4 separate regions of the Mus musculus genome follow, and regions 1, 2 and 4 are each linked to region 3. The links are chromatin contacts, called in public Hi-C and promoter capture Hi-C maps. All regions are on one chromosome and are shown on one strand. Each heading gives the region's core, a stretch centred on a gene start, on an enhancer-like site or on the middle of the called end of the contact. The rest is flanking DNA. Distances are from core to core; before and after follow the strand shown.

The links. Promoter capture Hi-C pulls out the DNA fragments that hold promoters and counts their contacts. A called contact is a pair of places that touch in the nucleus more often than the background predicts.
Region 1: a contact with region 3 is called in a promoter capture Hi-C map of fetal liver, with 2.2 times the contacts expected there. The contact joins the promoter of 4930417O22Rik here to the promoter of Hdac5 in region 3. A contact is called at or near these places in 4 of 39 promoter capture datasets (embryonic stem cells, fetal liver, maxillary cranial neural crest and 1 more).
Region 2: a Hi-C map of embryonic fibroblasts shows a contact between it and region 3, with 4 times the contacts expected there. The contact joins the promoter of Fzd2 here to the promoter of Hdac5 in region 3. A contact is called at or near these places in 3 of 39 promoter capture datasets (cranial neural crest, embryonic stem cells and maxillary cranial neural crest), 3 of 484 Hi-C or Micro-C datasets (embryonic fibroblasts and embryonic stem cells), 2 of 115 datasets of contacts at active chromatin or transcription factors (embryonic stem cells and stem cell-derived neural progenitor cells) and 1 of 9 other capture datasets (embryonic stem cells).
Region 4: a promoter capture Hi-C map of pre-B cells shows a contact between it and region 3. The contact joins the promoter of Gpatch8 here to the promoter of Hdac5 in region 3. A contact is called at or near these places in 4 of 39 promoter capture datasets (cranial neural crest, erythroid cells, liver and 1 more), 4 of 484 Hi-C or Micro-C datasets (CD4 T cells, CD8 T cells and embryonic stem cells), 1 of 115 datasets of contacts at active chromatin or transcription factors (pancreatic cancer cells) and 3 of 9 other capture datasets (adipose tissue, liver and pancreatic islet).

Annotation. Positions count from the first base shown.
Region 1 is chr11:101,951,066-101,953,779 of GRCm38.p6, forward strand. 4930417O22Rik (RIKEN cDNA 4930417O22 gene) reads left to right here and starts at 1,356. Exons shown (of 4, transcript NR_045806.1): 1 at 1,356-1,414.
Region 2 is chr11:102,603,093-102,605,792 of GRCm38.p6, forward strand. Fzd2 (frizzled class receptor 2) reads left to right here and starts at 1,339. Exons shown (of 1, transcript NM_020510.2): 1 at 1,339-2,700. The coding sequence starts at 1,640.
Region 3 is chr11:102,228,832-102,231,531 of GRCm38.p6, forward strand. It overlaps Hdac5 (histone deacetylase 5), which reads right to left and starts at 1,341. Exons shown (of 27, transcript NM_010412.3): 1 at 1,174-1,341. It overlaps Mir8101 (microRNA 8101), which reads right to left and starts at 1,319; the gene lies at 1,209-1,319.
Region 4 is chr11:102,554,727-102,557,426 of GRCm38.p6, forward strand. Gpatch8 (G patch domain containing 8) reads right to left here and starts at 1,432. Exons shown (of 8, transcript NM_001159492.1): 1 at 1,354-1,432. The coding sequence starts at 1,398.

The DNA.
Region 1 (2,714 bases), core at 106-2,605, 280 kb before region 3:
TTAGAAAAGTTTTGTAAAAGCAGAAAACACACACACACACCACCACCACCACCACCACCACCACCACCACCACCACCAGCACCACCAGCACCACCAGCACCACTGCCACCCAGACACAGCTCAGTCAGGGCCAGCTGATGTGGTAGGGCTGCCTCAGAACCCAGCTGGAGTGTGATTTTAAATTCAGCTTCCTGGACTCAGCTTCGGAACTGCCTGTCAGAATCCGGGGAGCAAAGCAAAGGCCTGGAAATGTGAATTCATCCCAGCTCCCCTGCTGACTCTGAGGTACCCCAAACTGCTAATTTCATTGGCTTCCTTGTAATCGTTTGACCAAGACATTAGAGGTCAGGAGAAGGGAGAAAGAAGGTGGTAGATTCAGGAGGGAAATGGAGAGAATGAAGGAGATTTCTAGGACATAGAAGCCAGACTGGGCCTGTGCTGGTTGGAGAACCAGAGGCTAGGCTGAAGGTTTGCAGGGCTGGGTAGCATGGAGGAGCTGTGGTGAAGCCAGGGTCCAGGGTACAGCACCAGAGAGGTTGGACTACTTAGCTGGCCGGATGAACAGAAGCAGGGGTGGGTGGGTGAATAAACTGGTCCCACGGTGACTTTGTAGTGTGTGTCTTTATCTCCCTAGAGAGAAAGAAAAGGGCAGGGGAAGAAATTTAGAGGGAGTTTATGAATGACGGAGATTTAAAGAAAAGCCTTTGCTGGAAAAGGCATGCAAAGTACAGAGGAGTCAAGATGAAGAAATAGAAGAAGTTGAAGCCTTAGTGGGGGTGACAAGAGCGTAGCCAGGAGACTAAGGAGAGGGAATGTTGGTGTATGTATGTATGTGTGTATGTATTTATTTTTTTATGTATGTATTTGTGGAGGGTGTTCAGGTGTGTGCATGTGTTTGCCTGTGTGTGGATGTATGTGCATGTGTGTATTTGTGTGTGTGGAGACAAGAGGTTGACCTTTGATGTTCCATCTTGTTTCTTGAGACAGGGTCTCTCACTGATTACTAATTAGGCTGGGCTGTCTGGCCAGGAGCTTTAAGATCTCTGCTCCCTGCCTTCCAGGTGCTGGAAATACATCCATGTGCTGGGAATTGAACTCCAGTTCTCACGATTTTGCAGCAAGCATATTACCAACCAAGCCATCCCGCAGGACTCAGTGAGCTCATATTTAAATGACACCTTGGTGGCCATGGTAACAGTGGTAGCGGAGTGACCAATGGCCCACCTGCCAAGACTACGGTGCTGCTTTCTAGGAACTAAAAGGGCAAGGTGGATGAGGGCGGAAACCGGATGGATGAGGACTAGTGGGCAGAGACAGCGGATAAGGGACCAGGTGGAAGCTAACTAAACCGGAAGTGGAATCTTTTCCTGAAGGGAGGGCTAGATGACTCCCTGAAGAGCCTTCCCTATCCCAGGTATGGATGACATTTTAAAGAGTCACCCGGCGCACACCATCATCAAAAGTTGGCAACTTCGTTTTACCTCCGGGTCTCCTTTCCGAAAGGAAAAGGCACCGGGGCTGGCAGAGAGCATGTAACTTAGACCGCCATCCCTGGTTTCGTGCCGGCACACGGTCCAGCCACATTTTTAGAAAAACGTTCCCTTTTAAATTTGACTTGTCTTACTTAGCCAGATTGACAGGGCGGGGGTGGATAAGTCCCTATGAATAGTGAGCACACGTGAATGAGGAGACTCATTATCTTAAATTGAGACTGGTTTCTAAGAAAAAGAGAAAGGGGAAAAAGTCACTGGGCCGACAGCTTCCCCCCTTCCCCCAGCCCGTAGAGGACCAGGGCTTTGCCACCCTCCTCCCTGTGAGTACACAGACTCCACTGGGCCCCAGCAAGAGGAAGGAAACAGACAGAGGGAGGAAATCAAGAGATTAGAGAAGTTGACAGACGGAAATAGCGACTCAGGAGCCGCGCTGTCCCGGCCTCGTTCCCCAGGGAGCCTTTTGTACCACGGAATCTAGTTGCCTGAATGAAAAATGATATCATTTATTTCTTTTGTCCAGGTTGCACTGTTTTCTGCAGACACAGAAATAACCTAACACCGCAACACCCGACTGTTGGCCAAGTGATAGAGTTATCTGTCATCTTGGCCCTCAATAATGTCCTGAATAAACAACCACAGGCTTGGTGTTCTAGGGAGGGGCCCTGCTCCCCCATCCCCGTGATGACTCTGCAAAGAGGCTTGAATGAGCAGCTGGCCGAAGCCAGTGCTGCTAGCTTGAGAAGGAGGGTGACTTTGTAGATCACCAGCAACACGTGCATTCAGTCCACAAACACTTGCAAACTCTGACTCTGGCCAAACTTAGTGCAAAAGGCTTGCAACTACAGATGTGCAGAGATGGCTGTGTGTTGGCCAGAAGTCAATATCAGATATCCTCCCGGGTCACTCACCATATTGTCTTTTCAGACAGAGTTTCTCACAGAACCTGGAATTCAAACTCCAGGGCTCCACCTGTCTCTGCCCCTGAGGCCCAGTACTAGGAGTTACAGATGTGTGTCAACGGGCCTTGTTGTTACATAAATACTGGCAACCTAAAAGCTTGGCTTGAAGTTTATCTTTTAGATAATAGGGCACTGTGGTTTGAACAGGGAAGGGAAGTGGTTTTGTATTAGAACTGCCTTGGTTCATTTTCGGTGGTTAACTACCTGAGGCTAGTTAATTTATTTAGAGGTGTGCTTTTTTTGCTCACGACTCTGGAAGCCT
Region 2 (2,700 bases), core at 89-2,588, 370 kb after region 3:
TTACAATCCTAGTGTGAAGGGAGTTGGGGGTGGGGGGCATTTCTTCGGGCCACCTCACCCCTCAGCCAGGTGAGAAGTGAGAGGAGAAATTCTGTACTACAACCCCAGCCTTCCTCCCTCTCTCCAGCCGTACACACCATCTTTCTGGTGTGGAATCACTTAAAGTTTGGGTAAAACTCCCTTTTCTCCCAGGAGATCAAATCTGGAAGCTTTTAGGAGGCGGAGCAAGGATTGGGAGGGAGAAGGCAAATTCCCCAAAACGTTCGTCAGACCTAAGAGAGTCGTTTCTTTACTCAAAACTGCCCATCACCCCCGCCACCCCACCCCCCCAGCCATTAACTTTCGATTAAGACCTCCTCCTTATGGCAACTAAACTTTACTTTGCATAATTAAGATTTTCCTCGGAAAGGGGGTGGATTGAATCCTCAGCTCCGGGCCTTTCTCCTTCACTTCACCCCCCAACCCCCGCCCCAGCCCCGCAGCCTGGCCTCTGAGTTCCTGAATTTTCTCACTTTGAGGTGCCACTAAACACAAAGAACCATAATGGGCTCCTTTGTGCTCGCTATGGGGCAATTACACCCCGGAGTCCCGGCCCCTTTAAGAGCCTCTTAAAGAGACAGGCTCTCGTTTTTCAGAGGGTTACTTTTGGGTGTGTGTAGGGGGAGGGGCGAGGAAAACTTCTAGGAGTCCTTGTTTAGGGTGAAGTGACACTTTTACCTCGACTCTCTGAGAGGGATTGAGAGACGTCTTTGCAAGCTATTCGCTAACGTGCTTTAAAAACATACATATTTCTCTCTCTCTCTCTGTATATATTTTTTTAAACGGGATTTTTCACTTGGTTTTATAAATGGTACTGAAAAGGGGGGAGGGGGCGGTGAGCAGGGGCAGGAGCAAAGAGCTCTTGTACCTCAGAGGGTTTGGGCTCTAGGGCCACAGATTAGGCTAGAGTTGTCTGGGTCGGATGCCACTTTGAGAAAACGTGTCTCCGGATCTTTCCTGGGCGACTCCGAAGCAATCACGGACTGAGCAAACAGCTCCTAATATAATAATAGCTTGTCTCTTTAAAAAAGCAGAAGGAGGGGGGTAGAGTTTTCTTGGCATCTGGTTTCTGATCTCATTATGTTGTGGTCGACCAATCCAGCCCTTGGGGCTGGTCCTCCAGTTTAAATCTGATTGGCCGAGAGCACATTTTGGGATGGTGCAAAGCTCGACGGGGCGGTTTCAAGGATCCCTTTTGAGGGGGGGCTGAGGAGAGGGCGGGGCCGCCAGTGGGGGCCCCCTTGAAACCGACTAATTGGGATCGGAGAGGCCGAGGTGAGGGCTGAAGGAGGCACAAAGGAGTCGCTGGGTAGAGGAGGGTGGGGAGAGGGGAAGCCCAGAGGCTAGAGGAGGAAGAGGAGCTAGGGCAGCGGTGCGCCGCGTCTCCGACCCTCAGTCCGACCGCGGCGAGCCAGCAGGCGGGTGCGCCGCCCCCTCCCCCGCCGCCCAATCTCCCCAACTCTGCGGCCGCGAGCAAAGTTTGCAAGGAGACGCGGGAGGCGGCCGGGCAGCTAGGCGGCAGCGGGGAAGGCGCGCGGTCTCTGGGTTGGGGGCGGGGGCTGGGGGGCGCCCAGGAGCCGAGTGGGGGGCGGCGGCCAGCATGCGGGCCCGCAGCGCCCTGCCCCGCAGCGCCCTGCCCCGCCTGCTGCTGCCACTGCTGCTGCTGCCGGCCGCCGGACCGGCCCAGTTCCACGGGGAGAAGGGCATCTCCATCCCGGACCACGGCTTCTGCCAGCCCATCTCCATCCCGCTGTGCACGGACATCGCCTACAACCAGACCATCATGCCCAACCTTCTTGGCCACACGAACCAGGAAGACGCGGGCCTGGAGGTGCATCAGTTCTACCCGCTGGTGAAGGTGCAGTGCTCGCCCGAGCTGCGCTTCTTCCTGTGCTCCATGTACGCGCCGGTGTGCACAGTGCTGGAGCAGGCCATCCCGCCGTGCCGCTCCATCTGCGAGCGCGCGCGCCAAGGCTGCGAGGCGCTCATGAACAAGTTCGGCTTCCAATGGCCCGAGCGCCTCCGCTGCGAGCATTTCCCGCGTCACGGCGCGGAGCAGATCTGCGTGGGCCAGAACCACTCGGAGGACGGAGCTCCTGCGCTACTCACCACCGCGCCACCTTCTGGGCTGCAGCCCGGCGCGGGTGGCACCCCGGGCGGCCCTGGCGGTGGTGGCTCGCCACCGCGTTACGCCACTCTGGAGCACCCTTTCCACTGTCCCCGCGTCCTCAAGGTGCCGTCCTATCTCAGCTATAAGTTTCTGGGTGAGCGCGATTGTGCCGCGCCCTGCGAGCCCGCACGGCCCGACGGCTCTATGTTCTTCTCGCAAGAGGAGACTCGTTTTGCCCGTCTCTGGATCCTCACATGGTCGGTGTTGTGCTGCGCTTCCACTTTCTTCACGGTCACCACCTATTTAGTGGACATGCAGCGATTTCGCTACCCAGAGCGGCCCATCATCTTTCTGTCCGGCTGCTACACCATGGTGTCAGTGGCCTACATTGCGGGCTTCGTTCTCCAGGAGCGCGTGGTATGCAATGAGCGCTTCTCAGAGGACGGTTATCGCACGGTGGTGCAGGGCACTAAGAAAGAAGGCTGCACTATACTCTTCATGATGCTCTACTTCTTCAGCATGGCCAGCTCCATCTGGTGGGTGATTCTGTC
Region 3 (2,700 bases), core at 91-2,590:
TCTGGCCCAAACCAATCTCCCATCCCTGCCTCCTTTTGTTCCTAGGATCTAACTCTATCTTCCCCTCCCACTGATCCCTAAACCCCTCTCTCCATTCCCATTCCCAAGATCCAAAGCTAATTCCAGGACCCAGAAGCATAGTGGTCACTACCAGAGTGATGGGTACACACACACACTACACACACTACACACACACACACCACACACACCCCAAAAGCAACTGCAGCTGCTATCCTTCCTCTTCAGGGACAAAGCTCATCTCAGAAGGCCAAACGCAGGGACATGAAGTGGTCACCTTCTCCCCGAAATGAAACACACTCCCCGCGCCCCCCCCCAGCTCTTAGATTAATTACTTATCGTCCAGCCAGTTCTCATCTTCCTGAGGGCCCCAGGGATGGGTGGGGAGGGGGGAAGCCGACTCCCCCAAGTTAACAAGGCACTATTAGAACCTCTGCCCCATGAGAAACAAACCCAAGATGAAAACTGGGCGCGGGAGTGGGGTGGGGAGATCTGCCCTAGCCAAGAAAGATCACCAATTCATCTCCCAGCTCTTTCCCGAGCTCCAGGGTGTCAGACAGAAGAGGGTGGTAATAAACGCAGTAACGCCTCACAGGCGAGGGGGTGAATAGCACAGACAAGTAAGATGGGCCCCGCAGTCCTCTTCCACCTGCAGGGACGTCAAGGACATAAAATCAAGGGTATGTTCTTCGCCACTTGGAGAAGCACTGTGGGTGGGCTGCGCCCCTCACCTCAGAGTAACAAGAAAGGGGTGTCTAGTGAAGAGAGGGTCTGCCCAGAATGCGGGTTGCAAGGCTCAAATCGCAGTTGCAACGGATTATGAGCCGCCGGGGAGGAGACAAATCAGACATCCCCGGCCGGTCTGCGGGACATTTGGGGGCGCGGGGTGCGGGGTGCGGGAAAATCGGCCCCTCCCTTACCTGCAGAGAAGGAGCCCTGCAAGGGAGGGATGAGGAGGGGCGCGCGCGGCGAGCCAAAGGCGACACTCCCCGGGCCCAGCGACGCTCCCTGGGGGTGCGGGCTGGCTCGGCGCGCGCGCCGGGAGGAAGGACAGGGTCGCGGGGAGCCCGCGGGCAGCGACGGCGGGAGGACGGGACGCTGCGGGGCGTCCCGGGGCCGTGGGAGGTGGGGTCCTGGCGGGTGCGGCGCGCTCACCCGCTGCGGCTCGAGCTCCGGCTTCGCGGGCGGCGGCGGCAGCAGCGGCGGCAACAGCAGCGGCAGCGCCTCCTCGACGGCTCCTCCATCTTTGCGGCGGCTCCTCCGGCTCCGCTCGCCGCCGCCACCAACAACAACATTCGGAGACGTCACTCTCGTCACGTGACCCGACCCCGAGCTAAAAATAGGCTCAGACCCCCCCTTTTTCGGGCTTCAACCGAGAACCCTCCCCTCCCATTCGGCCCTCCCCTCAGATGGGCGGGACCAATAGCGCCACCGTGACAGCTTCTTAAAGGGCCAATGCCCAGCCCAAGGTTAGGCTGGGGTGGAGGTGGCAGAGAAGGGATCCCGATCTCTTCGCCAAGTAATGAACTGAGTAGAACCCGGACCCCGGCTGCTGCAGGGGCTGGATGTGTGGGATTTACGATTTTGTTCTCTGTGCTTTTTCGACTTCCTTTTCAAACGGCGGATGGTGCAATCTTTGCCCGCCTGAGCTGTTCCCTAACACGCCCTTCCCTCGTTAGGGGGAGGGTAGAGGGGGGTGGAATCCTAGGGGCTGCCTTGGAAGTGGAAGCCCCTGCAGGCGCGTCAAAGCTGAAAGATTAGCTTGGACAAGTCTCTAACCCACCGTGCTAATATGGCACAGCGCTGCATCTTGTTAAAAGAAACTCCTTGGAGAAAGCCAGCATAGGTTGTAACTGTCCCTGGCCTTCAAAGGAACAGACCAAGAACCTAAAAGTCCGCTGGTCCCCAACTTTGATACCACACATACTACTACCACGTCAGTGGAACTGAACATGACTGTATCATTAAACCTACATTGTTTTGTCAATGACCTAGCAATTTTCCTAGCAAAAAATGTATTCTAAGAAAATATTGTGCTCCAAAATGAGTATAGGAAGAGATTGTTTGTTATATGAGATGTCAGAAACAACCTAAATAAATATCCATCAGGTAGGTATCTGCAAATAAACTAGGAGACATCTATTTAGTAAGTTATCATACAGATGCTCAAAATTATACATATGTGGGGGGTGTAAAAGCGGCTTTTGGGGCGTTTGACAGGAATCTGACATTGGTCAAGGACAAGAAAATGAGATTCAGGCAGGAATCTGACATTGGGCCATGACAAGGGAGTAAGTTCAGGTAGGAATCTAATTTTAGGGTGGAACAAAGAAGTAGATTTCAGGCAAGAATGTGATTTTGGGCTAGGACAGGGAAGTAGGCTCAGGTATCTTGGTCATCCTGACAAGCTCTTAGACTTTGTTTATTGCCTTGACATACGGCTTTAATCCCAGCACTTGGGAGGCAGAGGCAGGCAGATCTCTGAGTTTAAGACCAGCCTGGTCTACAGAGTGAGTTCCAGGACAGCCATACTGAGAAACCCTGTCTGGAAAAAACAAACAAACAAACAAAACAAAATATCCATTAGTTCCAATACTTTATACAAACGTTCATGAGTCTGACTCTGTATGCCTGAAAAATCTAGGTTATATAAACCAAACGTTTTCTTTCTTTTTTCTTTTC
Region 4 (2,700 bases), core at 182-2,681, 330 kb after region 3:
TCCTTCTCGGGTATCAAATGTCCACCTCAAACTTTGGAAGACCTGAGATAAATCCTTAAAACACCTTAAGATGCTGTGCTGGGCTGCAGTTTCTGCGGCAGGCACATGACCACAAGGCATTTTCAGCAACTCCCAAATCCCTTACTGCTGCAAAACTTCCCATAGCGTTCTACACCTAAGACTATTTAACAGTGTTGATTTTAAACCAGTTGAAATTGCTTTGTCTATCAACCCAATCATCTCCAAGAATTCAAACCCTTCAAATTGCCTTCTGACACAGCTAGAGGTGCGTTGAGGAAGCTGAAAGGAATACAAAAACTCGAGTTCGGAGGCTCATCCCTTGACCTAAATTGCTGTTGCCAGGAGATGCGGTAGTAATGCAGTGATTTGCAACTGAGGATGTATTTTACCTAGAAATAACCAAAGGCTACTAAATCCCTTATTGTCTCCCAACTATGCCTGCAGTAACAATTTCAATATCTAAAAGCCTAATGATTCTAATTCGGCCTTTGTTGTTTGTTTTTTTGTTTTGTTTTGTTTTTGTTGTTTTTTTCTTTAATGCCTGCCACCCCACGGACATCTTTCCCAGATCAACATTTGCAAACGAAGAAAGAAAAAAAAAAAAAATCAAGGTTTAGGAACGAATTTACTCCCGCTTGGAAAGGCCATAATTATGCTTCTTTACAAATCTTGGTAGGTCTCGAAGTTAAGTTTACGCCAGTCCACAGACCTATACCTTACTGTCCCCAACCCAATTAACGGCCTGTAAACAACAGCAGTTATTTATGCCCAGAGAAAGCTCAATGGCTCGCCTCAACAAAAAAGGCGTCTTTGATAAGAAAGGGCGCCCTTTACCAGGGGGAAGACTAGGTTAGACAGTCGATAAAGGGCTTGTTTGTCACAATGGGAAAACGGAGAGGCGATCCCCAGGATGATCGGGGCGAGCAAAAGCCAAGGCTTCCATAGCCCCGGCCTGAAAACCGCTGGCCCAAGCCTTCCCCGCCCCAGCCCTCTCCCCCGGGGGCCGGGCCGGCCCTGCGCCTGCACAGGCCCCGAGACAAGCAAAGCGCAACCCCCACAAAGCGCCCGGCTGCGGAGCGGGAAGCCAGGAGCAAAATAGGAGGAAAGCCGAGCCGAAGAAGCGGCGTGAATAGGGATGAAGCCGGGGACGCGGCCTCATCTCAGCCCCGGAGGCCCCTGGAGAAATGAGAGGCAGGAAGGGGCGAGAGCCGGCTTGCAAGGTGGAGCGGAGAGCAGAAGGAAGGAGAGCCAGGAGGCCGGGAGGGAGGCGGCCCCGGGCTCGCGGCGAGCCCTCCGGGGGCGTGGGTGGTCCTCGGCGACGCCCGTGTTTACCTGAAAGTCTCGGTCCTCGTTGAAGCGGGAGAAGCGGTCCGCCATTTTGCCGCTCTCACTCCTCCTCAGGACGACGCTCTCCGGTTCGCTCCTCCCCTCCCGCTACGCCCGCCCCCTCTCTGTTTCCACGCCCCCTCCCACGCCCACCGGGCGCGCGCAGCAGGCGTGGGGAGGGGGGTGGAGGATGTGTGCTTGGCGAGGGATTGTTGGGGGGGTGTTGGGAAGAGGAGGGAACAGGAATTCGTTCCGACGGGAATCCCGAAGGCGCGCAGGCCTGGAGGCGGAACCTTCCTCTCACATCGCTCGGTTTCACGCCCGGCCCCGAGCGACCCCAGCGGGCCGCGCATGCGCACTCGCGCCGGCGCGCGTAAGCGCTTCCGGAGGGAAAGATCAGCAGGGCAGAGCATTTGGGGGCCTGGGAAGTATTCACTTGCTCCCTTAGCAGTGTTCAGAAGTCTTTCTTTCTTATGCTCTTGTTTACGGTCAAGCCCATCCCGTATTTGTAATAATATACAGTGTAATGCTATACAGTAGCATGAGATCTGACTTTACAGCTAGAGTACTTTTAATGTTTTTTTGTTTTGTTTTTGTTATTTTGTTGACAGGGTTTCCTGTAGCTCTCTATGTAGTAGAGGCTCGCCCCCCGATGTCCAAAGAGGGTATTTTTAAAATTAATACATAATAATGTTACTTAAGAGGTACCAAAAAAATCTCTCAAAGGGCTTCCATTCCAGGCAGGAAGTCAGATAACCAATAAATTAACCTAATAGTTGTAAATATAAACGAGTGTCTATTCCTGCTTGAGGCTGAGGGGAAATTAAGTCAAGCTTATCCTTGGCTACATAGGAAGTTCAAAGCTAGCCTGGGCTATAAGACATTGCTTCAAATAACAAAATCTAAGTGACACTGTGGGGGGGGGGGACTGTAATGAAAAGAATGACCTATCTTAAAGCTACATATAAATCAAGGCATAACAAAGGGATCACAACCTTGAAGAAGAGAGAAACTTAAACACATGGCTACCAAGAGCTTGACGTTTTTTTCTTACTATTTTCCCTCCCCCTCCCACTCCTCTCCCCCCTCCACACATATATATTCATGTTCAGAGTCATTGGATCCCCTGAAGCTAGAGTTACAGTTAAGAATCACCATGTATGTCAGTGCTAGAAACAAACCCAGGTGCTCTGCATGTGGAACAAGTGCTTTTAACTGCTTAGCCATCTTTCCAGCTCTTGTTTTCTTTAATGTTTTCACAGGGTGGGGGAGTGAGGGGGGGCTGTTTAATTTTACCTAGTGTAAGACTGCTTCGCCTACATGAATGAATGAATGTATGTATGTATGTATGTA